4 separate regions of the Mus musculus genome follow, and regions 2, 3 and 4 are each linked to region 1. Evidence: chromatin contacts called from public ChIA-PET, Hi-C and promoter capture Hi-C data. All regions are on one chromosome and are shown on one strand. The core of a region is the stretch at or near the end of the contact, and the rest is flanking DNA. Distances in the headings are between cores, read along the strand shown.

Region 1 (6,646 bases), core at 1,232-3,731:
AAAAGCACCCAAGACAGGGCCAGGTGCTCAATCAATATTTATTGAATGAATGAATAAATGTAGTCTCCCAAACTAGCCTGCAAGTTCCCAGGAGGGCGGGATCTGGTTACTTCCTGGAGAGAGCCAGCATTTTCTAGAGAACCATCCATTGACACCATGGAGGAGAGAGAGCCCTGTGCTGGAGGGCCAAGGCCGGAGCACCAGCGGCCAGCCCACTTCTTCAAGCCTGCCTTCCTTTCAGAGTCTTTGCCTTGGATTTTTGTAGTTCTCCTTGCTCTCCTAGAGTTTGATGAATGAATGACCAATAGATAGAACACTTAGAGCAGTCCTGGTCACTGGTCACAGCTGGGTGACAGACAGTATGGCCTCCTACTCCCCAAGTCCTTTCTGAGCCACTATCTCGGGTAGTTCTCTCACATTGCACCCAGGTATCCTTCAGGTACCCCTCTCGGTGAGTACCCCTGTTTGCCAGCCACTTTGCTGTGTCTGAGTGCTATTCACTCAGGCTCCCGGGCCTGCTTTTCTTCCTCCCTTGCTCTCACCCTGTTGCCCTCTTGGCCAATTGGCCAACAAGTCCTGTTTTGCTTTGCTTTGTTTTGTTTTTCCCCTATCCTGAATGCTCCCCGGATTTCTGCCACTACCTCTTCCCTAGTCTCCCTGCCTACATTTGGCCCCATCCAGCCCTCTCTTCTTCCCTTCCTGACCCCACCATTCAGGGAGAAACCGTCTCATGCATCTCATAGCACTCCTGAAACCCCTGGATGCCCTCCCCTGGCCTGCAGCCCACACTATCATCAGCCACGGAGGAACCTATTCCTTCCTAGCTCTTCAGCCTCCAGACTCAATGTTCCCGTTACGTTACTTCTGCTAGTCCGGAGCTCCTCAGTTGTTTCATCAGCTTTACGTGAGCTGGGGTCATCTGTGAAGAGGGAACCTCAGTTGAGAAAACCTTCCCATCAGATTTGCCTTTAGGTAAGCCTGTGGGGCCTTTTTTAGATTAACGGTTGCTATGGGAGGGCTCAGTTCACCCTGGCAGGTACAGTGCCTGGCCAGGTGGTCCTGGGTTGTACAAGAAAGCAGGTTGAGCAAGCCAGTTCAGCAGCTTTCCTCCGTAGCCTCTGCTTCAGTTCCTGCCTTCGGGTTCCTGTAATGTTTTTCCTTGCTAATGGACTCTAGTCTCAAAGTCGTAATAAACCCTTTTCTCCCCAAGTTACCTTTGGTCATGGTCTTTATCACAGCAACAGAAAACCACACTAGGACAAGTCCCTGAATGCAGCCTGTTCCTGACTCCGGCCCTTACGTGTGTCCTTTCTGCTGTGCATGGTCTTCCCCAGCATCTTGTGGATCTCTGGGATGCCGTCCCTCAAGGGACTCCTCACATACACCAGGTGCTGTCCAGTGTGATCCCATCAAACACAACTTCCACCTCCCACCCGTACCCCAAAGCCTGCTGCCAAGCTACCGTTTTCTTCTCTTTCTGGGATTCTGGGATTGAACCTAGGGCCTCCTGCATACGAGGCAAGTGCTCTGACGAGCCACATCCCAACCCTCTCTTCAGCTTTTATGAGACAGCAACTTACTAAGTTTTTCAGGCAGGCTTTGAACGTTCCATCCTTCTGCCTCAGCTCCCAGACAGCTAGGAATTCCCAGACAGCTAGCCTGTACCACTAGCTCTGGCAGCCCCTTTCCTTCCAAGTGCCTGCTACCCCAGCCATCACCTGCCTCCCCTCCATTTGATTACCAGCTCCCTAGGGGCAAGATAGTGCCAGCCTTCTTCTCTCTATTCAGGATATCACAGGCTCTGGTACACAGCAGCCCCACAGCCAATGGTTAGTGGGTGGATGAGAAGACACTAAGATTTTATGTTAGAATCTCAGCTCTACCCAGCACTCAGGAGCCAGAGGCAGGTGGATCTTTGTGAGTTCGAGGCCAACCTGGTCTACAGCGCAAGTTCCAGGACAGCCAGAGCTATATAGTGAGTTCCTGTCTGAAAAAAAGAAAAAAAAAAAATCAAATCTCAGCTACATCATGAAAACACTGTGATGAGCAAATCTAACTTATGCAGCCTTCTTGCCTGTAAACGAGGGCAGTAACAGTATCTTTCTGGTGGAGATGTGGAGTCACGTATTTAGAGGAAGTATATACACACTTGTTTGGTTTTGGTTTCTTGGTGAATCCAAATTAGGCAAGTGCTTCGTGGTTGAACTAAATCTCAAACTCCCTCATTTTATTTTTGACATGCTTGGCTCTCAGTACACCCACCAGCGAAGTCCAAGCATATAGGCACAGTAGCTCCTGATGCAGAAGAGTATTCATACCAAACATGTCTCTTTACCTCTTGACTACCAAACCAGACCTGGGCCCAGATGCTGACACGGACCCGGAGCCACGGCCCATTTAAGGGTGGAGGGGTGGACCCGGGAAGGCCCCGCCCCGCGTGAGGTCAACGCGCACTGCTGCGTCTGACGCTTTGGTTGCCGCAGAGACGCCCCGCCCCCGCGTGGCGCTGCGGAACCGGAGCTCCGGGCGGCGTCGGCAGAGGCGCGGGAGGTGGTGAGGCCAGGGCAGGGCGACAGGAGCCCGCGCGGCGACCGCAGCGAGAGCAGCGGGGACAGAGCAGACCACGACGAAGGCGCACAGGCAGCGGGGCCGGGCCGGGCCACCGGGAGAGCGGCCACCGGGTAGCGGGCGGGAGGCCGGGCTGGCAGCTGGCAGCCGCCGAGCCGCGAAGCGACATGGTGCTGCTCAAGGAGTAGTGAGTGTCGGGTCGGCTGTGCGGAAGCGAGGCGGAAGGGAGGGTCGGGATGACGGCGGCGAAGGCAGATCGCCTGCCGGGGGATGGAGAACACCGGATGGGGCTGTTGGGCCGCTTAGCAGGGGCGGAGAGGACAGCGGGGGCTGGACGGGGCCTGAGGTGGGGCCGGAGGGGCCCGAAGGGGCCAGAGGGTGACAGACAGCACCTGAGGTGGGATCGAATAGGTCGGAGAGGAGGCTGAGAACCGGTGCGGGCCGGTCAGGGCCTGAGGAGGGGTCAAGGGGATAGGGAGATCCAGAGGAGACATTAGGAGGGGCATGGGGAATGGAGAGCGCTGGATGTGGTGTGGCCCTATGGTGGACGCTGTGGGATGAAGGAGCAGGCAGAACTGCCTGAAGGACCGAGGAGTTGTGTAAGGGACCAAGGAGCAGTGGGACAAGGGCAGGCAGCGCCGGTGAGTTGACTGACGCTGGGGAGGGGTTTGAGGCTGAGCTGTACCAAGGGGCAGGGAAGATCAGATAAGGTAGCTCTTGGAATGGAGTTGAGGTGGTGGGGAGGGGTGTTGAGGCGGAACCTGGGGCATGGACAGTGGCTGCCTGAGGCAGCAGAGGAAAAGGGATTGTAATAATTGGTTGCAGAAAAAAGGACTTCAGTCAAAGCCACGCTTGGGTGATGGGATGGGCAAAAGAGTATAGGGGACTGGATGACAGGGTGGGGATGGCATGGTACCCAAGTAGGTGCAGAAGAGGAGGCTTTTGCAAGAAGTTCAGCATGCCTGCTTAGGACTTGGCAACACTTGAATGAAGAGTCTAGAAAATACTGGGCAGGTTCTAAAGTGATGTGAAGGAGTGTGGGTAAGAGAGAAGGGCATTAAGTTAGCAGGGCCCAGGACCGTCCAGGAAGATGATTAAGAATGAATGTGCCTGCTAATGGAAGTGGTGGGGACCAAGACAAGGCTATCCAAGCCTACAGGATGCTGGATGGTGCTGTTTGGAGGAATTGAGGTCCCATAAATGTTTTGGGGGGTGTGGAGCTGTTGATATGGGGGATGGGCAGGGCTTGCAAGGAGATAGATGTTTGTTTGCTCCTGGCTGTCGGGGTGGAGCGGAGGGTGTATTTTGATTGACAGTATGACCTACTCCTGAGGATCATGGTTCTGAGTGGACATCCCAGGGCTTTCTGCTCTCCTCCAGGAGAAATTGGATGTGTGCATAGCCTTTATGGTGTCGATAAGCTTTCCTAGAGGGATGGGCAAGTGGGGCAGCATTGGGCCCTAAGCTACCCAAGTTCAGAAATGGGATATGTCCAAGTAGAGAGAAACTTGGGAAACTCTTATGGCCAAGTGTGCAGAGGGCACTTTGTCTCTCCCCCCCAGGGTTTTCTCCTTGGAGGTGATGAGATGTTGAAGACACAGTGTAGTTTGAATGGCACACAGAAGAGAGCCCGGTGTCATCCTACCTTGACTCTCGAGAACATTTGGAGGCCCCAGTCTTGAGAGCAGCTAATCCAGCCAGAGCCCAGAGCTTCCTGTGGTGAAGAGCAAGAACGCTTGGGTGCCAGTGTTCTCCAAGGAGAACATGGTGCGCTCTGCATTTTAACCCATAGTCTCCAAACGAACGAACGAGTTCTTCTCACTTTTCAGATTAAAAAAAATCTCACTTGAATCCTACAGTCTGTAGAAATGTGTAGTTTTGTAAAGGTCAAACTGGGGAAAGAAAGGCCTTTTGAGGAGACAAGTGAGCCTGGGAGGCAGGTGCTCCTTTCTCATTCTTTGTTCTCCTCACTTGAAGCCTGTCAGGGAAAGGACCAAGGGTGCTGGCAATACGGAACCTGCCGGGCATCTGTGTTTCTGTGTGACGGACAGGGTTCCCTGTGTGTGCATCCCTGGGCAGGAGGGGGCATCCAGATACTTGGCTGTGGGTTGCAGCACTGCAGCCCTGAGACGGACACACGTGAAGGTCATGTCATGGTGAGCATGGCACCAGTCTTGGCCCAGCTGGGCCTCTGCCCTATCCTTTCCCATTGTCCCCCGTGGCTGCTGAGGTGGTTCTGTTCCGAGGGAGCAAGGGAGAAATGTCTGGGTGTGCAGGTGGAAGCAGGCTCAGAGCATCCTTGAAGGCGCTGGACTGTAACTAGTCTGTTCTAAGGGACGGCTTGGACCTCAAGGTTGTCCCTGTTTCTTTTTCTGACACTTCCTCCAACAGGATTTTCCCGGATTTGAGTTCTGCAAATTCTTCGATGTGATTTTTGCTGTGTTCTTGAAGATAAAAGGCGTATTGTTTTCTAGGAAGTTTCTTCTGAGGGTGCAGAAATTCTGCCCTCTAAGTTGGAAGTACTTCTATGTACCGTTGCTTTCCTGTAATGGGAGGATTTACGTTATTTGAGTCTTTCTGGAGGAAGGGAAATTAGCAGGCAGTAAAGACTTGAAGCCCGATTTATTTATTTATTTATTTATTTTCCTGCTGCCTTTTCTGCTTGATGCCTGGCATTTGCTGTGATGTTTCCTCAGGTCTCCCTATGTGTTTTCTTGCTGCCTGGGAGAACTTTGTGGGACTAGGGACCAGCAAGCTGTTATGCAGCCTGGAGCAAAAAGGCATGCTTGAACCTCTGCATAGGAAGGATGCTATATATACTCATGCCTTCCTAAGCAAGCATACAGGGTGCAGAGGGCAGGTTCCAGCAAGACTCTGAGAACCGGGAATCTTCGCTTTGCCTCTTGCTTATTTATTTTTTTATTTTATTTCTTTATTTTGACCCAGGGTCTCTCTGTGTAACCCTGGCTGACCTGGAACTCACTTTGTAGACCAGATTGGCCTTAGATCTGCCTGCCTCTGCCTCCTGAGTTCTGGGATTAAAGGTGTGCCCCCACTGCCTGTCTCCACTTTTTGTTTTTTGTGGGGTTTTTTGTGTTTTTGTTTTGTTTTGTTTTGATTTGATTTTAAAGAAAGAAGGAAGCAGGGTCTTGCCATGCAACTCTCTCTGGTTTGCCTGGTACTTGCTACGTAGAACAGGCTGACCTCAAACTGACAGACTACCTGCCTCTGCCTCCTCAGTGCTTAGTGGCTTGGCTTTTGAGTTGAGTCAAGGCCTTTCTTTAGTTCTCTGACCTCAAAAGCATTGCACCGGGGGTCACCTATGGGTCTACTACAAATGCAAGCCACCTGGAGAAGTGCCTCTACTTCACTTGGCTCTCTGGAGTTCTGTGACCCTCTTGAGGACTTTGCTGGCTACAATTTCTCCATCAGCTTATGTGACTCATCCAACAATTTGGAGGTGGTCAAAATGGAGGTAGAAAGAAAAGTGAAGGGTTAGGGTGCCTTTGGATAGCCCCTGGAGGTCGGATCTGAGTATCTTCTATTGCTGCATGAGGGAGCTTGTACTGGAACAGTCTTTGGAGAGCAGAGGTGGTAGCGCTGAAGCCTCCATGGAATTGGCTCCTTCATAGCCTTTGACCATGAGGGCTGATATTGGGAAGTTGGACCCACTGATGCATATCCCCAGGGCCATGTTCTTCAGATCTTAATCTTCCTCATGATGAGCCTTCTCTGTTAGCTTCTGTGTTACCAGACACATTAGCAAGTCTTACCAGGGAAGAGATGGTTTACAGAAAGGGAAAGGAAGATGTGAGTGAGTGACCTGCGTAGTAGGCGAGGGGCGTTGAGGTGTGTGCTGAATCACAGGGTTCTAAATGGGATTCCAGAAGGGCCACGGGGGACCCTAGCCTGCTGGGGCTTTGTGTCAGTGAGTAAAGGGTTGGACGCGACAAGACATGGTCAGATGTGCTGAGGTGATGCTTCAGAGCCTGGAGCTGATACTCTCTCTTTCTTCTCTTGTAGTCGGGTCATCCTGCCTGTGTCTGTAGATGAGGTAAGTCCCTGTTCTTCTCATCTC
Region 2 (6,646 bases), core at 2,977-5,476, 240 kb before region 1:
TTATATGCATAAAGATCTGTATATAAATGTTCAAAGCATCTTCATTTATAATAGCCAAATATATATTTATATATAAAGCCTGTAGTCCCAGCTACTTGGCAGGCAGAAACAGGAAATGACTGAGGCCAGAAGTTCAAAGCCAATCTGTGTAGCGTGACAGTGCTTTTAAAAAAAAAAAAAAAAAAAAAAAAAAAGCAAACCACCAACCAAAGCAAACCCAATGAACTCACTATGTAGCTAAGTATCAACCCCTCTACTGCTACCTCTCAAGTTGGGACATCACTGATCTGGACCAACCATCAAATTACTTTTGTGCGGTGCTGGGGATTAAGTTAGGCAAACTAAGTAATACTCTACCAACTGAGCTATAGCCTTGGACTTTTTTTTATCAGTTTCCTTTTTTCTTACTACATAGTGTCAACTTTCAAATTCTGCCTTAAGAGTTCTTTGTTTATGGGAATTTATGGGAATGTTCCACAGAACCCATCCAGCGGAGTTCTGGCTGTTGTTTTTTAATCTTTATTCATCTTGCGTGTGTGTGTGTGTGTGTGTGTGTGTATGCGCGCGTGCTCAACTTGCAAAATTGCAAAATTCAGTCTCCTCTTTCCACCCTGTAGGTCCTGGGGATCAGACTCTGTTAGGCTTGGTGGTAGGTGCTTTACTGAGCCATCTTACAGGCCCCCCATGGACAACTTTTTCTTTGAAAAGTTGTTTCTGGCTTGGGTGTGATAGCTCACACCTGTGACCCTACCACCACTCAGGAGGAAGAGGTAGGAGGACTAACAGAATTGGAAGCCAGCCTGGACTACACAGTGAGTAAAGGCTATCTATATACTCACCACATGGCAAGACCCCGTTTTAAAACACTGGGCAAGGTGAAACAAAAGTCAATTAATTTCACATAAAGTCAATAGCTTCATTAACGGCCTAGTTATCTTTAAAACTGTATGCAGGTTAGTACTTGGTTTCAATTTTATTACTTTTTCTCTGGAACATTTAAAAGTACTTTAGGGGCTGGAGAGTCAGTTAAGAACAGTGGCTGCTGCCAAAGGACTGGAGTTCACTCCCAAGCACCCAGGTGGCAATCACAACTGTCTGTCATCTAATTCTAGGGGATCTGACACCCTCACAGACTCACAGGCAGTGGAACACCAATGTACATAAAATAATAATTAAAAAAATGAAATAAAATACCAGGCAAGGTGGCACACGCCTTTAACCCCAGCACTCAGGAGGCAGAGGCAGGCAGATTTCTGAATTCGAAGGCAGCCTGGTCTACAGAGTGAGTTCCAGGACAGCCAGGGCTATACAGAGAAACCCTGTCTCAAAAAAAAAAAAAAAAAAGGACTTTAAATTGGGCTGGAGAGATGGATTAAAAGCATTGGCTGCTCTTCCCAGAGGTCCTGGGTTCAATTCCCAGCACTCAAATGGTGGCTCACAACTGTCTATATCAACGCAATCTAACACCCTCTTCAGGCATGCAGGTTACATGTAGACAAAACATCCATATGCATAAAATACATAAGTAAATGAGTCTTTTAATGTATACTAGAAGCTGGGTGGTGGTGCATGCCTTTAATCCCAGCACTTGGGAGGCAGAGGCAGGTGGATCTCTGAGTTGGAGGCCAGCCTGGTCTGAGTAAATAGAGCCTTGTACTTCTACTTATCACTACAGTTACATTTTATAACTTTGGGCCCTAGTGCTTCCATTTTCCACTGTTTGCTTAACCACTGGGGCCTGAAGCTTTTGTGCTGACACTTTTGTTCGCTAATCATCAGGCAACCAATGGTCTCTACACTCCATCACCATCAACACAAACAAAACAAAACACAACACTACGGATCCTGGCATGGTGGAACATCTTTAGCCCCAGTACGTGGGCTTGAGTTCAAGGCCGGCCTGGTCTACATAGCAAGTTCTAGGATAGTAGGGATAGTCTTTAAAACAAAACACTATTTTATTTATGAACAAAACATGTAAAGAAAGAAAAAAAACTGCAAATTTATCTATGAATGAAGTCTAAGTAATACTTCAATATTGGAAATAGCTTTCTAAAATATTTTTATTTAAAGAAAACTCAGCAAATTATTCAAACAACCTTATAAACGTTCGTTATAAAAGTAAAGAATTATTTGCAATTGCCTTAAGGGTCCAAGGTGGCAGCCTCTTAAAATTCAGAACAATCCAAGCTTCACATTCCAGTTCAACATTTCTACAGCCCTAACGTATTCAAATACCTCCATTCTGACAACTGTTTCCCCTCTTCTTTTCTTCTAAGCTGCTTAGATGTCTGTCCCAGGCTTTTCATGATTTTAGTCATTCACACAACTAGCAAACATTATCTAGGGACTAAAACTTGCCAGATACTGGGATATCACCCTAAAGGGGGACTGAAAGTAGCTGCAGGCTACAGTCTCTACAATCTCCTGAATGAAATACAAAGTAGCTAATATTTACCAAATAAACATGTACACCTGTGATGATTGCTAGCTGTACTAGCAGAAGCTAAACACTAAATCTAGAAACTCAGTCCTCCAACTAGCCCCTTGCTCGGCTTCAGCCTCATTTTTACAAACAAGGGAAAGAGTTTGGAATGTTGCCCAAAGCCATACATAAGTGAACAAAAAGGAGTTGGAGTCTCCAAATGCATGGATTTGGGCTAGTTACTTTGCCAACCAACTCAGTAACAACTGAGCTGAACAGGAACACTGTGGTAGCAAAAGAAACTGGAACTATCAATGGCCTCTAGAGCAAAAATATATTTAAAAAGAAAAAAACAAACAAGGCCTGGCAAGGAGACTGTGAGAAGAGTGTGCTGACTGAAATTGACTAGTTCAGCCAACAAAAGACTATTCCAGGGCTGGTGAGATGGCTCAGTGGGTAAGAGCACCCGACTGCTCTTCCGAAGGTCAGGAGTTCAAATCCCAGCAACCACATGGTGGCTCACAACCATCCGTAACAAGATCTGACTCCCTCTTCTGGAGTGTATGAAGACAGCTACAGTGTACTTACATATAATCAATAAATAAATCTTTAAAAAAAAAAAAGACTATTCCAGTGGGGATGGAAAAGTTAAGTGTGGAGTTAAAATATACTTCAACTGGTGATGGACTAGGTGTCCAGAGTCGGGCAAAAGGATGCTCTGTGGTAGAGGTGCCTGCTGTGTAAGCCCAGCTACCTGAGCTCAATCCACAGAATCCACAGCGGAGTGGGAAGAGAAACAACGTCCCAGAGTTGTCCTCTGGCATCCGACGCACATTCGCCATCCCCAAGATGTCATACATATGTGTACATACTACACACTGGCGCACGCGCACACACACTCTTTTTTAAAATTCAGACTTAGAGGGACATAAAGGATTTGCTCTGATATATGTTCAATTGAAAATGACTTTGAAGATAGAGGGCAGATCGAAGGAAGCTCAGCAGGAAAGAATTAATAACATGCAGGTGAAGGGCTATAAACTAGTCTGCAGAGGGCCTTGGCTCGACAAAAAAATCTATGGGGTTTGCCGGTAAAATAAGGAAAAAGTTGTCAACATGAAACACAGAACACTAGCAAGAGAGGAGTGTTAGCAGAAAGAAGCCAACAAGCTCAAACAATTAGGTCGGCTGAAAAATTTTAAAATGTCTTCTGATTTGGCTACTGGGAAGCCACTGGTGACTTCGGTCAGCGTTTTCTCTCTCGTGACCAGAGAGATGTCTAGTAGCAATAATGAGTTAGGAGGATGTAAAAGAAGTAAAACAGCCGAAAACAAGTCCAAAAAGTTTGGGGTGATGGAGAAAGGGAGGAAACAGAGGCCGCCGAAGATAGACAGCGGCATGTTTATTTGTCTTGTTTTCTTAGATGTAAACAAACTAAAAAAACTCGTGAGTTCTTCTGCCAGTACCGGGTTGCCTCCAGCATCCTCTGATGGTCTTAGAGACCCCGGGATGCTCCCCCGCGGCCGTATAATTTCCTCCCTGACGCTCTCCCGATCGACAGCGGCTCCCTCCCCGGGTCCTCTTTGCACCGCTCCAAGGCCGCGCTGCTAGGGCCATCGAGCCCGCTCAGGGTCGTCTCCTTACCTCGATGGCCCCCTCGCTCAGGTGTCCCACCATGGCTGCACCGCTAACTCCCGCGCTCGCGCTCTTGCACCGCCTGAGCTTCTCTGCCGGGGTCCCGCGGGCTGCTCAACGATTGGCTAGAGCAACTGTGCGTGCCGATCCGCCCCCAGCGTGAGCGCGGTGCGAGGGGCGGGCCTAGACGCCGATAGCCACCGCATTGGCTACCGCGCGGCAGGCAGAGCACGTGACTCTTCCGAGGCCGGGTTCGAGGCCTAGTGGCGGGATGGCGGGACGTGAGGGCGGGGCGCTGGGTCGCAGTGCGCCTGTGTCAGCGCGGTGCTACTGAGTTGTTCCCCCGCCAGCTGTCGGAACTTTGCCCGCCCAGTCCTTTGGCGGACAGACAGAATGGCAACCCAGGGAACAGTCGGAGCTCTCCCCTGGTAACTGCTGCTAAATATAGTCAAAGCAGTGACCTGGGTACTTCTTCACGCAGTGCGTGCCCGGCGCCGGTGCCAGGCCCAGAGCTTGGCACTGTGGGATAAACAAGGTAAATCAGACTCAGTCTCCGCCCTCTTGAGTTCCACCTGAGAGTTGTGGCCGCAAGGAACCCAGCCTCAAGGATGGTAGACGCGATATGGGCCACACATGTGGAGCTCCAGAGTGGGGGTCAAAAATCAATCAGGCTTTCGAGAGGCGATGCGGTTTGAACTGAGTTAAAGTGTGTGTAGAAATTTGTCAGGTGGATTCCAGTGAGGATAGTGATGTTCCTAAAAGCCCAAATGGCCTATGCAAAAGTATTGGAGAGCCTGGCGTGCTGGCTGGCTCTGATCTGTTTGTAATCCCAGCCTTTGGGATGTAGAAGCAGCAAAAGTTCAAGGTCACCCTTAACACCGTTGAGTTCGAGGTCAACCTGAACTAAATGAGACCCTGAAAAATCAAAATTTGGGACCCAGGCGTGGTGGCATTCGAGGTAAAAGCAGGCAGATCTCTGAGTTCGAAGCCAGCCAGGCTAACATAAGATCCGGTCTCAAAAAAAAAAAGTAATAAAAATAAAAAGGGAGAGAGGCTATATGAACTGAAAGAAAGACCTGGAGATCAAAACAGAAAACTGAGCCGTCTAAGAAATGAAAATATTTAACTTCATAGTTGCTGGAGTAAGAAGTCTGGAAAACTTTGGGCAACTAAGGTAAACAGGTCTAGAAAGACTGGAATAGTAGCCATCTACTGGTATTTTGATCTCTGTTTGTACAACCACAACCTACTATAGTTTCTCAAACAGTTCCAAAGAATATGTCTGGGTGAATTGGTACCACACCACAGATTAACTCTCCTTCAGCATATCAACAGCTATAGAAAACCCCAGAAGAAATGATTTTGGTTGCGTGTCACTTGGTAGGATGAAATCTCGATTTTCTAGAACTATGCATTAATAGAAAGCTGAATCTTCATGTTCTGACTTTACAGAGCTGCGGCAGCATGGATCTACCGGTGGATGAATGGAAGTCCTACCTACTTAAGAAGTGGGCTTCACTCCCGAAGTCTGTGCAGGACACAATTTCTACAGCAGAGACTTTGAGCGACATCTTCCTTCCTTCTTCTTCCCTTCTTCAGTAAGTGAATGGAAACTTCAGGGAAATTTTGGTCTGGAAAATGTTCTGCCTTGTCATTTGGTCTGAATATCTCTTTTTTATAGGAGAGAGTAGCTTTATATTTTTTATAGTATGGGGCATTTAGCAGTTACTGTTGGTTTTCACGTTTCTCCCTAGTCTGTGATTATAGAATGGGTAGGCATAACTGCTTTCCTCTTTTGGTATGTGTTATACTTAAGTAATTTAGTATCTTGCTGTCGTCCCAGTGCTGTCACTCAAAGGATATGGTGCAGGTTGTGTAGCTGCCCATAGAAGCTCATTCAGTACTAATAGTGAGAAAGAACCCTAGCAATTGTTTAGTTGAGACCCAGAAATTTTCAAATTCTATGGACTGCATTCACTGGTGAGATAGACATTTTATATCACAACCTAGTAAATGTATACATAGGTAGAAGTCTCATTTACTCAGCAAATCTTATTTTTTAATTTTTAATTATCTGAAATTAAAATATAATTACATCATTTCCCTACTTCCTGCCTCCAACCTTCCCATGTACCCCTTCCCACTTTGCTTTGCTCTCTCTTAAATTCATGGCCTCTCTTTTTAAGTTGTGTGTGTGTATGTGTGTATTCCTAAATGCAATCTGCCCATCCATATGATGTTACTTGTGCGTATATGGCTTCAGGACTGACCAGTTTGTTTTGGATAACCAGCTTGGGTGGGGCTTGAAGGGTAGAGGAGTGTTCCCTGGGGAAGACTACCCCCCCCCCAACATTCCTTAGTTGCTTAGAGTTCTTTGTCTAACGTTGGACCCCTGTAAGAATTTTTTCCCCTTTCAGGTTAACCTATATAAATAAGACTTTCAGGCCTTGTTCTTGAGACTTCAGAGGTCTAGAAATGTCCCTGACATTTCTAGGAGATGCAGTCTCACCTCTGACTTTCTTCTTCCTCTGGTTCTTGGAATCTTTCCACCCCCTCTTCCTCCATGTTCCCCGAGCCTTGGGTGCA
Region 3 (6,646 bases), core at 2,657-5,156, 210 kb after region 1:
GCTTCAAGTCTTTCAGAAGTCCATGGCGTTGAGACATCCTTAGTTTGGCATTTACACCTTTCTATATGATCGCTGTGACCTCATCAGCCCCTCTCCTTTGCCTTAGACACTTGCTCCTTCTACCATGCCTCCACTGGTCTGTGCTTCTGACATTTCCATTCCTCTGCTGCTCCCCTCCCCCAACTCCCCTTAACTCTGCCAGCCTTTTTTCCCCTTCCCCTGCCTCAGAGCTGAGGCCTCTGAGGATGTCTGCCTCCCCATCCCTCATGTTGGGCCTCTTGCTGAGTTTCTGTGACTGTCCTAAGATGAGAGACTGTGGTCCAGCCCATGCCTGGACGGTGTCCTGACACACAATTGGCATTATACTGTTGAATATGATAGAATATGATGGAGGCCCAAAGGCATTCTGGGTGAAGGAAGAGGCATGCACTTCAGTAGCTACGACATGCCATGCCCAGGAGAACCTTCTAGGAAGACCCGACAATGGTTTCCCACTTCACCCTTGCTCCATACCTCCCTGGGCTCCCGTCCTGACCTAGCTGAGTGAGTCATTTGGGAACATGGGCACGTGATGCACTTCTAGCCAATGAGACAAAAGGACAAGCCTCCTGGGAACTTCTAAGAGATTTTCTGGATCCTAGACATGAGAATAGAACATATTTTGTTTAAATCAAATAAGATCTTCTATATATGTGATGCCTGGACCCACAGCAGCCACCTTGGATCATGAGGGTCCCGCTTAGCTGATGGAGTCTGAGAGCATCATTGTGACTAGGTTCTGCATTTGATGTTCCTTATCCATATGCCCTTGGGAATAGAGAACCTGCCCTGGTTTTCAGCCCAAGAGGGAAAGAGCTGACTGAGAGGAAGGACTGACAGAAGCCTCATCACCAGGGATGCTGGAGGGCTGCTCCAGGTTACCATGGTGTCTGCAGCAGGACCTTTGCCTCGGCTGGCGTGAGCTACTTTGAATTGATTTCATGGTACTTGCAGTCCAAAGCCTCTTAGTCATTGCAGCTTTGGGGTCTGCATTCCCTCTGCACATGGGCAGCAGGTAGCTTGGGATACCTGGGAGCTGGGGCCTTGAGTGATGCTGTGTGTTCTTCCCTGGCCTCCTAAGCTCAGTAGGGAATGAGGTGTGTGTGTGTGTGTGTCTGTGTGTGTGTGTGTGTGTGTGTGTGTGTGTGTGTGTGTGTGTGTGTTCATGTGCCCATACTTGCATACTTTGTAGTGACAGGCAAGGGAGGGGCTTTAAAGAGGAGAACATGGCTAAGCAAACAGGCTGTTTTTGCGCCTCTGCTTGGACAACAGAGCAACCGCCCTCATTTCTTTTTGTCCGAACAGATAATCCAATAATTAGAGCAGCAAATAGCATAACCCTGGCTAAAGCCATAATGAACCATCTGGCTTGAATCACTTAGGCTTATTCTAAGAGATCTGGTTGTCAGAGCTCAGAGGGTGCACAGCCTTGGGTGCCAGGTACAGGGTGGTCCTGCTCAGGGTCTCCTCACCTGTGAGAGCTACAATCCTCGTGCTCTTAGCCCCAATGAGATGCCCAGCTTCATACCCACTTCCCGGCTCTGCAAGCTCCAGGCCTCTTCTCCACACTTGTTAGTGTAGCATAGTCGTCTGGGTGTGGCCAGCCCCCAGTTTCAGTTGAGAAAGCTGTATCTAGGATCCAACTCATGTGAACCTGTCTCCAGGGAGGACACCTGTGGCCTGAGCCCAGGGACACAGCATGGTTCTGTTTGCCCCACTCCCAGCTGTTCAAAGAGTGTCCTGAAAACACCGGAGTTGACAGACAGGAGGTGGGGCTTCTGGCTTGCTTTATTCTTTCTGGTGGGTTTCCTCCCTCTTGGTCTTATGTCATCCCTTGAGCTGCTATGGCACCTGGAGAGTGGCCTGTGGCTCAGGCACAATCTTTGTCCACCTGCTCACTCCCTCACCTGCAGAGAGAATGCTGGAAATGGGAATCACTTCTATCCTCTCTTCCCAGGATGACTCTGGATCCCCCAAGGGGGCTAACTGTGGTCTTACTTAGAGCCTCCCTAGAGGGCAGCCAGCCTGGATCCTTGCACAGAGTGCCAGGAATTGGGCAGAAAGTAAATCCAGGGCGCAGCTCTGAAGATTTTAATAAATTCAGCCCACCTAGTTTCCCTCAACCTGCAGGACAGCAGAGGGCAAGGCCTGCTCCCCAGCCTTTATGCTTGTGGGTAGGTTCTCCATATGCCCTGAGTTAGGGGGTCCAGGTCTAGAACGCACACAAAAGGCAGTGTTCCAGCTCAGGCTTGATCCACCTCTGTTGATGGGCTCTCTAAAGTGAACAGTGGAGTCTGTTCCCAGGGTGACACTGTGAACTCCCATCCTTAGCGTCCAGAGGCACATGGTATGCTGGGGAACAGTCAGCCCCTAGCCCAGAGGCCCTGGGGAACGCCCAGACAAGGCATAACTACCAATGTTGCACGGAGGAGGGGCTGCTTTTGCCTTGGGCAAGCTGGGATGGGTCCCCCCAATCCCATGGGCCCATGGCATCTATGACTAGGTTCTGAGGCTGGCTTTGTTTTTTTTTTTTTTTCTAAGTGAAACAGGGTGACAGCTGGGCTGGGGCCCTTCCATGTAGTCACCCCAGCCGCAGCCACAGCCCTCAGCAAATTCACGGGACAGGTGATGTGACTTCTTCCCTCCTTGGCTTCCTGGATGGTCCCTGGTGGGCAGGGTTAGGCATCCTCAGGGACCACACAAGCCACCAGGAGAGGTCCTGGCCTGGCTCGGGAGACCCTGGTGTCTGTTGTCTCCCTGGGGCTGAGTCCGAGAGGAGGGGGCGCGGCTGGGGACCCTCCTGACCGGGGAAGCCGGCGTAACAGGTGGGCGAAGGTCCACGGCCAGGGCCGGCGGGGTCCGCAGATGCGGGAGGAGGAACCGCCAAGGTTTTTCCAAAGGACAAGCGGCCCCGCGGTCCTGGTTCTCGGCCCGCGCACCAGCAGAGCCGTGGCGCGGTGCGGGCCGCCGGGCCCGCCCCAGCTACCGCAGGGTCCCCAGCTCTCCGGGTGGACACCCCGGGACAGCCCGCACAGGGCTCTGGGGCCTGGCGCAACCGCGCGGCCCGCAGCAACTGGTGTCTCTCCGGGGCGCAGCTCCGCCCTTCCCGGGAACAAAAGCCGCCGCCCGCGCAGGAGCTCCTGGCGCGCGGGCCGAGAAGGGGTGCGGGGCGCGCCTCGGGGAGCGGAGGCCTGGAAACGGGGCGCCCCAGAGGACGCCCCCAAACTTCCCAGCTCTCCCGTGCGGTTGTTCCGGGCGGCGGCGGCGCTTGCCCTGCGGGGACCCGGGTGCGGGGAGGGGGCGAGCGGCCGGCGACTGGGAAACTTACTGCAGTCGTCTGACTCGTAGCCGTCGACGTCCGGCTCGTCCTCGGGGGGCTTGGCGGGCGGCCTCGCGGGGCTGGGGCCGGGGCTGGGGCCTGGGCTGGCTCCGTAGGCTCCGAAGAGCTGGTCCACATCTTCGTCGTCGTCGCGGGCGCCGTCGGAGGGGCTGCGGGGGCTGGCGCTGGCTGCGGGAGAGCGCGCGGGGGCGTCCGGGGGCGCGGGGGCGCGGGGCGCGGCGGTAGGGGGGAGGCCCCGCGGGAAGCGGGGAAAATAATCGGAGATCTGCTTGATAGGCCGAATGGGGCCGGGACACACGTCGATGGCCATATGCTCCTGGATGCTGATGGTCGCCTTCTCCCCGCGCCGCCGGAGGGTCATGCAGGCAGCGCCGCGGCGCGCGGCCCGGCCCGGCCCGGTGTGACCCCGGCCCGGGGGCAAGTCAGCGGGTCCCGCGGGGCGCTGCGGGGGCTGCGGTCATCGCCAGCGTGGCCCCCGGACGGCCCTGACGCGGCTGCTGCCTGCTCGGCGGCGGCCGGTGCGAGTGAGTGCGGGGCCGGCAGCAGGGGGCGGGCCCAGCCCGCGTCACCCGGCAGCAACCAAGCGGTGAGTGTGCGGGCTGCGCGCGCGGGCGGGCGGGCTGGCGGGCACGGAGAGAGCGAGGGAGCGAGCGAGCCAGGAGAGCAACCACTTCCTCGCGCTCACACGGCGCGCTCACACACGCGGGAGACGCGCAGGGCCACTCGGAGCCTTTGCCTCACTTAGGCTCGCAGACTGGGTGCCAGCCCATGAGGGGCTGCATTCCACTCTCGTGCAGACACACACAGACACACAAATGTGTGTAGAGACACTCAGTGGAAAAGATCACCCATTCCGGGCTCCAGGCTACAGACACATGCACTGGTGGATGCTAAGGCATGGTGCACCTCCCCAGCATGCAAAATACATACAAGAGACACATGTTCGCAAGGATGCCCAGGGCAGTCTTCCGTGCTGGGCTCAACTCACAGAACCCATAATAGCCATAGAAGCCATTTGGGGATGTGGATAGGAACTCCTCAAAAAATCCCCTCCTTTGTAGAGGCAGGTAGGTAGGCCACAGGATTACCCTGCCAGGGAACAGGCTGTTTACTTCCTAGCAGGACAAGTGTACCCTGGGCTGTCCCAGGACACTGCTGGGACAGTCTGCTTACTTCCTCTCAGGTCACATGTAAACAGGAGCGTCTATGACCTGGGCCAGACTCCTCACTCAGTCCCTGAGTGGCTTAAAAGACCCAGAAGAACAGGCTGGGTGAGAACTTGGACCGGGGCATGGTCAGGATGGACAGAGGGAAGCAGGCCAGGCCAGGGATCTCCTGGGGTGATGACTGAGTTCAGGTGTAAAGGCAAGGTGCTGCCTGGCCCACACTTGTGCCTCCCATGCCAGGCAAATCCCTGCCGCAGTTCAGGGAACAGCTGTGCTGGGAGCAGGCTGCTGCGTGTGCAGATGCATCTCCAGTAAGCCCTGGGCCGGCGAGGATGGAACCCTGTTTACTCTGGTTTTCACTGACGCGTGGGAGAGGCTTATCATTTTTGGCTGTGTCCCTCTTTTGTCAAGGTTCTCAACCCATGGGCTGTGACCCCTTGGCGGACTGTCGATTTCGACCATGGGAAAACACAGAGATTTACATGGCAATTTATAACAGTAGGAAACTTACGCTTATGAAGTGGCAATGAAAATAATTTTACGGTTGGGAGTTGCCACAACACAAGGAACTGTATTGAAGGGTCGCAGCATTAGGAAGGTTGAGACCCACTGCCCTACTGAGTCTAATATGAGAGTGTCAACCCAGAACAGGCTGGGTGAGGACTTGGACTGGGGCATGGTCAGGATGAACAGAGGGAAGCAGGCCAGGACAGGGATCTCCTGGGATGATGACTGATGCAAGGTGAGGGCTGGAGCTAGGAGAGGAGAGGGCCTTCCCTGTTGCTCTCAGTTGCATCATTCAGGTGGGGTCATTGGAGCCCCTGTGTCTCAGTTTTCTCATCTGTCAAATGGGACTAATTCTGATTTCCCAGCAGTGTGGGGAGGCCCTCCATGAGCCTTGAGTATGACAAGATGACATGACTTCCTCATGATTCCTCCTTCCTGTTAGAGACTAGACTCACTGAGAAGAATGGAGAATTGTGTGGTTTCTTTCCCTTCTTTTTGGTTTTCCTGTTTTCTTTGTGGGACTGTGAGTTGAACCTGGGCTCTCTCATACACATTAGGCACACTCTAACCACTAAGCTGGACACCCCAGCCCTCTGTAGTTTTTATTCTGAGAAAGGGTTGCGCTGAGTTGTCCAGAGGGCCTTGAACTCATTCTGAGGTTGATCTTGAATCTGTATCTAGTCCTCTTTAGATTTCTTATTTTGAGACAAGGTCTCACCAATTTGCTCATGCTGGCCTTGGACTCACCCTAACTCAGGCTGACCTTCAACCTCTAACCCCTCTGCTTAGACCTCTTGCAGACTGGATTACAGCCTGCTCCCATGGGCCTGGCTTTCGTGCTTGAGTGATCATGCCTATCTTTGGAAACCATGTCCTCCTCTGCCATCTTTCTTGCATTCTTTTACTGCCCATCGTAGAGCCAGAGATTCTTGTTCCCATTTCACAGCTCAGGAAATTGAGGCCCAGGCACAGAGAACAAATCAGGGTGATTGTTGGTTGCTGAGAACTGCAATTAAGACCTAACAGAGGACTGGATATGGTGGCAAATTCTAGCACTCAGGAAACAACGGCACAAGGATTGCCTCATGTCTGAGGGTAGCCTGGTCTACACAGTGAGTTCTAGACCAATCAGGACTAGACATCAAGACCCCATCTCAAACAACAACTCCCCCAACCCATGTTTCCATTCTCCCTTCCCCTGCCTTTCCTTCCTCACCCTGCAGAACTGAAGCGACTCAGAGTGGAGCTGGCTGCCCAGGTGAAGCCCTGTTCTCAAGGATCCCCATGAGGCTTCTTGGATGGGGACAGCCAGATGGAGTGGGGGTAGGGGTTGAGGGGCCAAGATTCAGGGATTACAGGAGAATAAGCTGGCCTGGTAGTCTGGCTGCTGGGGGAGCCCACTCAGCCTTCTTGAGGGTCTGAGTCTAAGGAGAGAGATAAGAACCTGGTCTCAGAGGCTGTCGTTGTAGGAGGACCGAAGGGGCTTAGACCTTACATACACACACACACACACACACACACACACACACACTGTGACTTTTCCTATGTCAGACGTGTCTACATCATAAAATGATTATGCTGTGACATGGGTATC
Region 4 (6,646 bases), core at 2,506-5,005, 170 kb before region 1:
AGTATAGTATTGTATAGTATAGTATTGTATAGTATAGTATAGTATTGTATTGTATTATATTGTATAGTATAGTATTGTATAGTATAGTATTGTATAGTATAGTATTGTATAGTATAGTATTGTATTGTATTATATTGTATAGTATTGTATAGTATAGTATAGTATTGTATAGTATAGTATTGTATTGTATAGTATAGTATAGTATAGTATTGTATTGTATAGTATAGTATAGTATTGTATAGTATTGTATTGTATAGTATAGTATAGCATAGCATAGCATAGCATAGCATAGTATAGTATTGTATAGTATTGTATAGTATAGTATTGTATTGTATAGTATAGTATAGTATTGTATATTACTGTATTGTATAGTATAGTATAGTATAATATTGTATTGTATAGTATAGTACTGTATAGTATAGTATAGTACTATATAGTATTGTATAGTATAGCATACTATTGTATAGTATAGTATAGTATTGTATAGTATAGTATAGTATAGTATAGTATTGTATTGTATTGTATTGTATTGTATTGCATTGTATAGTATTGTATTGTATTGTATTGTATTGTATAGTATTGTATGGTATAGTATAGTATAGTATTGTATGGTATTGTATAGTATTGTATAGTATAGTATTGTATAGTATAGTATTGTATTGTATAGTATAGTATTGTATAGTATTGTATAGTATTGTATGGTATAGTATAGTATAGTATTGTATGGTATTGTATAGTATTGTATAGTATAGTATTGTATAGTATAGTATTGTATTGTATAGTATAGTATTGTATAGTATAGTACTGTATAGTATTGTATTGTATAGTATAGTATATGAGTTCTCTGTATAAAGTATAGTAGTATTGACCTACTTCTATGAGGGTTACATTTTAGAACATCTCTCCTTTTTTCCTTTTTGAGACAATCTTACTATATTTAGGCTCCCCTTGAACGTGTGATCCTTCTGCCTCTGCCTCCCAAGTGCTGAGGTTACAGGCATGCACAGTCACATCTGCCTACACAATGTCTTAGCAGCCCTTAGCAGCACCAGGGGTCAGGAAGCCCTCAACTGTCCCTTTAGCTGGCTTCTCTTGTGAAGGGCTATGTCTTCTTCCCCTTCCTAGCATGGAGACGGCTCTTAGCCCCAGAGCCTTCCTTCCTTCAGGTTAAACAGCACCAGTTTTTGGTGGGACCTCCCATTTCCCTCTATCTCCCTAAGCAACGACCTTTTCTGCTCTGACTCTCATCTGGCACTTGGACCACAAGACAAAACTGCAGCCTGGGCTGTGTGTCCTCGCACATCATTCCTGTGCCCCCCTGGAGTCAGGTCTAGGGGAGGAAGACAGGGTTCACGACTCAGAAAAGACCACTGGCTGTCCTAGTGTGCCCTCACCCATCCTATAGCACGCACATGCTGATGTGCCCCCTCCGCTCCATCACCATCCTCTCATGTACACGTGCCCTCCCTCGCCAGACACATGCATCACTAACTTTTCTGACTTCCCAGAAAAATATCTGATCTGAGAAGTTAGGAGTCTGCCATCATCAGCTATGGTCCTTAAAATTAAGTCAGACAATCCATGGGACATGAAGGGCAACAACGAGAAGACTCCTCGTTCCTTGTTCACTCTGCTTTTGGCAGCACCACCAGCAGGAACCAACCTGGCTCTCCCTAATCCCTCATCTATAGCAGGTCTCCCGGTGGGAATTTTAGGGACCTCTGTGTTCTCATCCAGGGGCACTGCCACTCAGCTGCTCAGGGAGAGACCCCTTAGAACAACAAAGAAATCAATGCAGATTTAGGCTTCTTGTTTCCCTTCCCAGCCCCTCCCATCACAGGCAACAGCCTCCCTTGGCTGAGCCTCAGGAGGCTGATTTATCAGAGAGGTGCTCAGAGAGGCACCTCTGGTCCCTCTGGGTAGGTAGCAACTGAGACAGGAGGAGATGGTCACCCTGGGCATCCTCTACCAGGAAGTAAATGAGATACCCTTGCAGATGGGACCCCTGAAGTTCCTCCCGGGGGCGGGGGTGGTGGTGGTGGGAGTCTAAGTCACAGATCTTTGTTACCACGTGGTTAGACTGAGGACTGAATCTGAGGTGGGAAATCTGATGTGCATGGGGAAACACAGAGGTCCAATGCTGGCCAAGAGCTACAAGCAGGGACAGGTGCTAGGGGGATGTCTGAATGTTCCACCCCAAGCCACAGGAATAACGGAAATGGAGACTCTAAAGGGCAGAAAGTGAGGGTGTGCAGCAGGGGCTGCACAGGACACATGCAAGGCCCTGGCTGCAATAACTGGGTTGGGGAGGCAGTCATTGGCTAGCCAGGGGCACCAGGACAGTGATGCCATCCTGTCCAAAGGGCAGTGTCCAAGCCAGATTTCTAGGCTCCAGGGGGAGGAGGGTCCGGGGAGAGGGGTCAAGATTCTCCCCCTCTGAGTCAAGGTTGGCCTTCCCATGTGCCCCAAATCAGGAGGCACAGAAACTGGGATGTTGTGGTCTCACATCCAAGCTGAGAAGACAAGTGGGAGCCAGTACATGTGTTTCAGATTAAACCCAGTCGGAGACAAACATGTTGCTCCTCCTCCTCCCAGAGCCAAGCTGCCTTCAAGCCACATGGCAGTGAATATGCGGACAGTGCAGGGGAGGACACCTCTCTCTCCACTGGCTCAAGGACAGTTTCAAGGGGTTCAGGCTGGCTGGCTCATGGCTACGCCGCTCACCCCCTGGACAGTTTGGGGTTTTTCCCTCCTGAAATCTTGGAATCTGAATCAGCCTGAGATACCCCATAATTGTACCTCCCAACACCCCCAGAAAGGTCAGCCCTGCAGAACAGAACTCTTTGGTCCCCACCCATCCCCCTCAGCCCTGGAGGCTGAACTGATGGGCAGCTAAGGTCCAGACAGTGGCTGGCTCTTGGAAAGCCTGTCTCTTTCCTTTGACTCAGACCACTCCCTGCCGTGGCTTACATCAGGAGGTGCAAGGGCTGCAGGAGGGCAGCCAGACCCCACAAACCAGCTAGGCTAAATGGTGCTTATTGTTCGCAAGAGGCCATGACCTCATTTGTCTCCCAGCTCTTTTGGTAAGAGAGAATGAGAGGAAGCTGGACAGAGAACCTAGCAGGCCTCAGGCAGCCCACTGCTCCTTGCTGTAAGGGAACCAGCACCGATGGTTCTGAAAAGCAGCGATCCGAATGGAGTCAGGCTGAGCTGCAGGAAGCTCACCTTCCTTGCTCACTGCTGGTGGAAGCAACTTCAGGAAGAGCCCAGCCTATGGGACTATAGCTCCTCCGGGGTACTGCTGAGTCCAGCCCCAGAGCTTAGCTCCCTGCTTCCCACCACCCACCACCACATCCTTTCCCAACACCATTCAAAACCCCAGTCCAGCCTCTCCTACTGGTCTACAGTGAGCGGCTAATAGAGTCCTGGGCCTCTGTCCCCCCAATTCTCTCTCCCCTCTCATCTGTTCACCTTGGTTCCTAAACTGCAGGGGCTACTATAACCCTACCTCCACTTCCTTGCACCCCTCTTTTCTGCTCTCTGGGGTGCCCCTGCCACTCCCAGTCCCTCTAGCCAGGGAGCCTCTTCCATATCTGTCTTCCCCAGGCTAGACCAGGCGCTGCCTTACCTGTGGTTGCGGCAGCTTCTCTCACAGCCTGCACTCTGAGGGGCTCCAGGAAGCAGTGAGGGGAGTAGCTGCCTCTCAACCAGCGTCCAGCAGGCTTCAGATTACAGCTACTCTTTTCTTAAAGTGACCTGACTCCATTTGGAATCTGTGATTGCATCATTGTCTGGTGTTAACTTTAACCCACTGCTGCCCTTCCGCCATGTGGCTCCAAGACCACACGTTGGCCACCCTCCTCTCCCACCACATCTCCCTTGGATCTTTATCTCTCTTCATTGGGACCTTCATTGGGACATGATGGCTAACTTCAGGGGCACTTGGGCCAGCCTGGGGTAGGTCATGAGTCTGAACTTGAACATCTGAAAGGATTGGCTGAGAGGCAGGCTGCATGGAGAGACTGTGAGCCAGCCGGTATGGAGATGCTGGGTTCTTCCAGGCGCTTGGCTCTGGCTCACTGCAGGTGGGAGCAAGGTGATTCTTCTCCCCTCCTCACCTGGAAAATGAAGGAATGGGACTGTACCTGACAGCTCTGAAGGTTCCAAAGGACAGTGGGGTGGGGACTAGAGAGTTGGCCCAGTGCTTATGAGCACTGGCTGCTCTCGCAGAGGACCTGAGTTCTGTTCCCAGCTCACATAGCAAGGACTCGAAACTGCTTGGAACTCCAGCTCCAGAGAATCTGACGCTATCTCCTGGCCTCATCAGGTATCAGAGAGAGAGAGAGAGAGAGAGAGAGAGAGAGAGAGAGAGGATAAAAGGTTAGCCCAGTGGTGGTGGCACATACCTTTAATTCCAACACTTGAGAGGCAGAGGCAGGTGGAGCTCTGTGGGCCAGTTTGGTTTACAGAGTAAGTTTCAGAATAGCCAGGGCTACACAGAGAAACCCTGTCTTGAAGAGAAACACACACACACACACACACACACACACACACACACAAATAAGATCTTTAAGAAGAAAAGAAAGGATAGTGGGGAAACATCTGAGCAGAGGAAGAAATGGGGTGCGCAGGACACCCACCCTCAGAGGAGGCCCTCACTGGAGGTGTCTGCACAGGAGAACACTTGCACTCAGCTTGCCCTAGGGCGTCAGAACTCAGAATTCAGTTTCAAAGCACTGACAGGAGCAGTGACTGGGGACCCCAGGTTGAATCCCCCCTTTATCTAAAATGAGTAAGAACCAAAAAAACAAAAGTGTTTGGGATTTGGAATCTGGGTTATTTGCATCTACAAAAGAGGTCTTGGGGAGGAAACCCAGTTCTACCCCTGGAATTCATCAGTTTCCTATACCGCTGACTACACAGGGGCTGAAGGTAATCTCAATGTTTTCATAACTGGTGTGGTGCTACTTGCTCATGATCCCAACACTTGGAAGGTAGGTCAGAAGTTCAAGAGCAGTCTTGACTACTCAGTGAATTTGAGGCTAGCCTGGGCTACATGAAAACTCATAAAACAATAAAAGAAAAGAAAAGGTGGCGAGTGAGGTGGCCCATCAGGTAAAAGTGCCAACCACCTCGCCTGAAAGCCTCCACACGGAAGGGGAAAGCCAGCTTCTACATGTGGTCCTCTGCCCTCCGCATGCACCATGGCTCGTGCACCCCCACACCCACCCACCCACCCACCCACATGACATAAATACTTGTAATGATTAGTTTCTGAAGAACAATATTTTCGTTGATCTTGTTTAGGGAACAAAGTTCGTGCACATTGACCTGTCGACCGTGTAGTACGGGATCCGCTCCAGGAAGCTAAAGATTTTGGGATGCTTCATGTTGCAGCTACTCTGATGAACAGTGTTGCTTTCTGGGCCAGGTAATGGTGGCATATACCTTTGATCCCAGCACTTGGGAGGCAGAAGCATGTAGATCTCTGTGAGTTCGAGATCAGCCTGGTCTACAGAGTGAGTTCCAGGATATCCAAGGCTATACAGAAAAACCCCTGTCTCTAAAAATCACTAATTTAAAAAAAAATTCCTTTCTAAACCTATATAACAAATGTTTTGTAGGCTGCCTTAACAAAGCCCAATGGCCATTCAGAGAAGGCTCAAAAGAGAAAGTTTAGGGGACTCTACAAGCATCCTCAGGAAGGCCACAGAAAGCAGAGCCTGGGCCAGTGAGACTTTGCAGTGGGCAAGGTTCAGCTCTTTATGTAGGAAGAAGAGAGTCAACAGTCAGAGTCCAGCTTTCCATAAAACCTGTGCAGGGCCTCTAGGCAAAGCCCTGTGTTAGGGGCAAAGGCATTTGCAGTCTAAGCCCGGTGACATGAGCTCAATCCTTGGAACCCAGGTGGAAGGAGTGTGCTGACTCCACAAATTTGTCCTCTGATCTATACATGTATGCACGTGCACGCACACTCACATACATGTCCACATGCACACATGCATATACATGCGCATGCGTGCACCCACACACAGGGTCAAAAGCAGCAAGAGATGCCCTGTGAAAAACGTCTCATTCAGTCTCCCATCATCCAGTGCCACACTCTGAGCACAGGTGGTACTGATATCGTTCCTGATTGATCGATCAGTTGATTTGAGACCCCGCCTCACTATGTAGCCCAGGCTGGCCTGGAACTCACAGTGATCCTCTTGCTTCTGCAAGATGAGCCCATCATGCCCACCATGTTATTGAAGCAATACCATGCTCTATAAAGCAAACCTAGGCAGGCAGGATGGTGGACTCCTGTAATCTCAGGACTTGAAAAGTAGAAGGGAGATGAGGAGTTCACATCAATCTCCCGTATGCGTTGGAGGCTGGAGTGGCTGTTCCCTGGGCGCTTCTGCCAGCACCTGACCAATGCAGATGCAGATGCTCACAGCCAACCATCAGACTGAGCTCGGGACCCCAGTGAGGGTGCTGGGGGGAGGACTGGAGGAGCTGAGACGGGATTGCAAGCCCATAGGAAGAACAATGTCAGCTGGCCAAACCACCCAGAGCTCCCAGGGACTAGACCACGAACCGAGGACTGCACATGAAGGGATCCATGGCTCCAGATGCATATGCAGCAGAGGACAGCCTTGTCTGACAG

The links. Hi-C and Micro-C count contacts between places; a contact is called where the count stands out from the background. ChIA-PET counts read pairs in DNA pulled down with a chosen protein or histone mark. Capture Hi-C pulls out chosen DNA fragments and counts their contacts.
Region 2: a contact with region 1 is called in an RNA polymerase II ChIA-PET map of memory CD8 T cells, with 109 read pairs. The contact joins the promoter of Rpa1 here to the promoter of Pitpna in region 1. A contact is called at or near these places in 9 of 39 promoter capture datasets (the C10 cell line, the HPC-7 cell line, cranial neural crest and 5 more), 5 of 484 Hi-C or Micro-C datasets (B cells, CD8 T cells, granulosa cells and 2 more), 8 of 115 datasets of contacts at active chromatin or transcription factors (the 230-238 cell line, the SCID.adh cell line, effector CD8 T cells and 5 more) and 2 of 9 other capture datasets (adipose tissue and liver).
Region 3: a promoter capture Hi-C map of adipose tissue shows a contact between it and region 1. The contact joins the promoter of Doc2b here to the promoter of Pitpna in region 1.
Region 4: a Hi-C map of Sertoli cells shows a contact between it and region 1, with 2.0 times the contacts expected there. The contact joins the promoter of Serpinf1 here to the promoter of Pitpna in region 1. A contact is called at or near these places in 4 of 39 promoter capture datasets (hippocampal neurons, liver, neural stem cells and 1 more), 8 of 484 Hi-C or Micro-C datasets (the G1E-ER4 cell line, Sertoli cells, embryonic stem cells and 2 more), 7 of 115 datasets of contacts at active chromatin or transcription factors (the 230-238 cell line, the HPC-7 cell line, the SCID.adh cell line and 4 more) and 4 of 9 other capture datasets (adipose tissue, embryonic stem cells, liver and 1 more).

The regions. Positions count from the first base shown.
Region 1 is chr11:75,585,598-75,592,243 of GRCm38.p6, forward strand. Pitpna (phosphatidylinositol transfer protein, alpha) reads left to right here and starts at 2,482. Exons shown (of 12, transcript NM_008850.2): 1 at 2,482-2,755; 2 at 6,592-6,622. The coding sequence starts at 2,736. It overlaps 4931413K12Rik (RIKEN cDNA 4931413K12 gene), which reads right to left. Exons shown (of 2, transcript NR_166698.1): 2 at 4,427-5,111.
Region 2 is chr11:75,344,157-75,350,802 of GRCm38.p6, forward strand. Rpa1 (replication protein A1) reads right to left here and starts at 4,227. Exons shown (of 17, transcript NM_026653.2): 1 at 4,070-4,227. The coding sequence starts at 4,102. Smyd4 (SET and MYND domain containing 4) reads left to right here and starts at 4,277. Exons shown (of 11, transcript NM_001102611.1): 1 at 4,277-4,595; 2 at 5,513-5,658. The coding sequence starts at 5,525.
Region 3 is chr11:75,792,154-75,798,799 of GRCm38.p6, forward strand. It overlaps Doc2b (double C2, beta), which reads right to left and starts at 3,907. Exons shown (of 9, transcript NM_007873.3): 1 at 3,368-3,907. The coding sequence starts at 3,740. Gm12339 (predicted gene 12339) reads left to right here and starts at 3,656. Exons shown (of 4, transcript NR_136933.1): 1 at 3,656-3,965.
Region 4 is chr11:75,418,868-75,425,513 of GRCm38.p6, forward strand. It overlaps Serpinf1 (serine (or cysteine) peptidase inhibitor, clade F, member 1), which reads right to left and starts at 3,756. Exons shown (of 8, transcript NM_011340.3): 1 at 3,629-3,756. Gm35337 (a long non-coding RNA gene) reads left to right here and starts at 3,771. Exons shown (of 3, transcript XR_388848.3): 1 at 3,771-3,957; 2 at 5,308-5,431.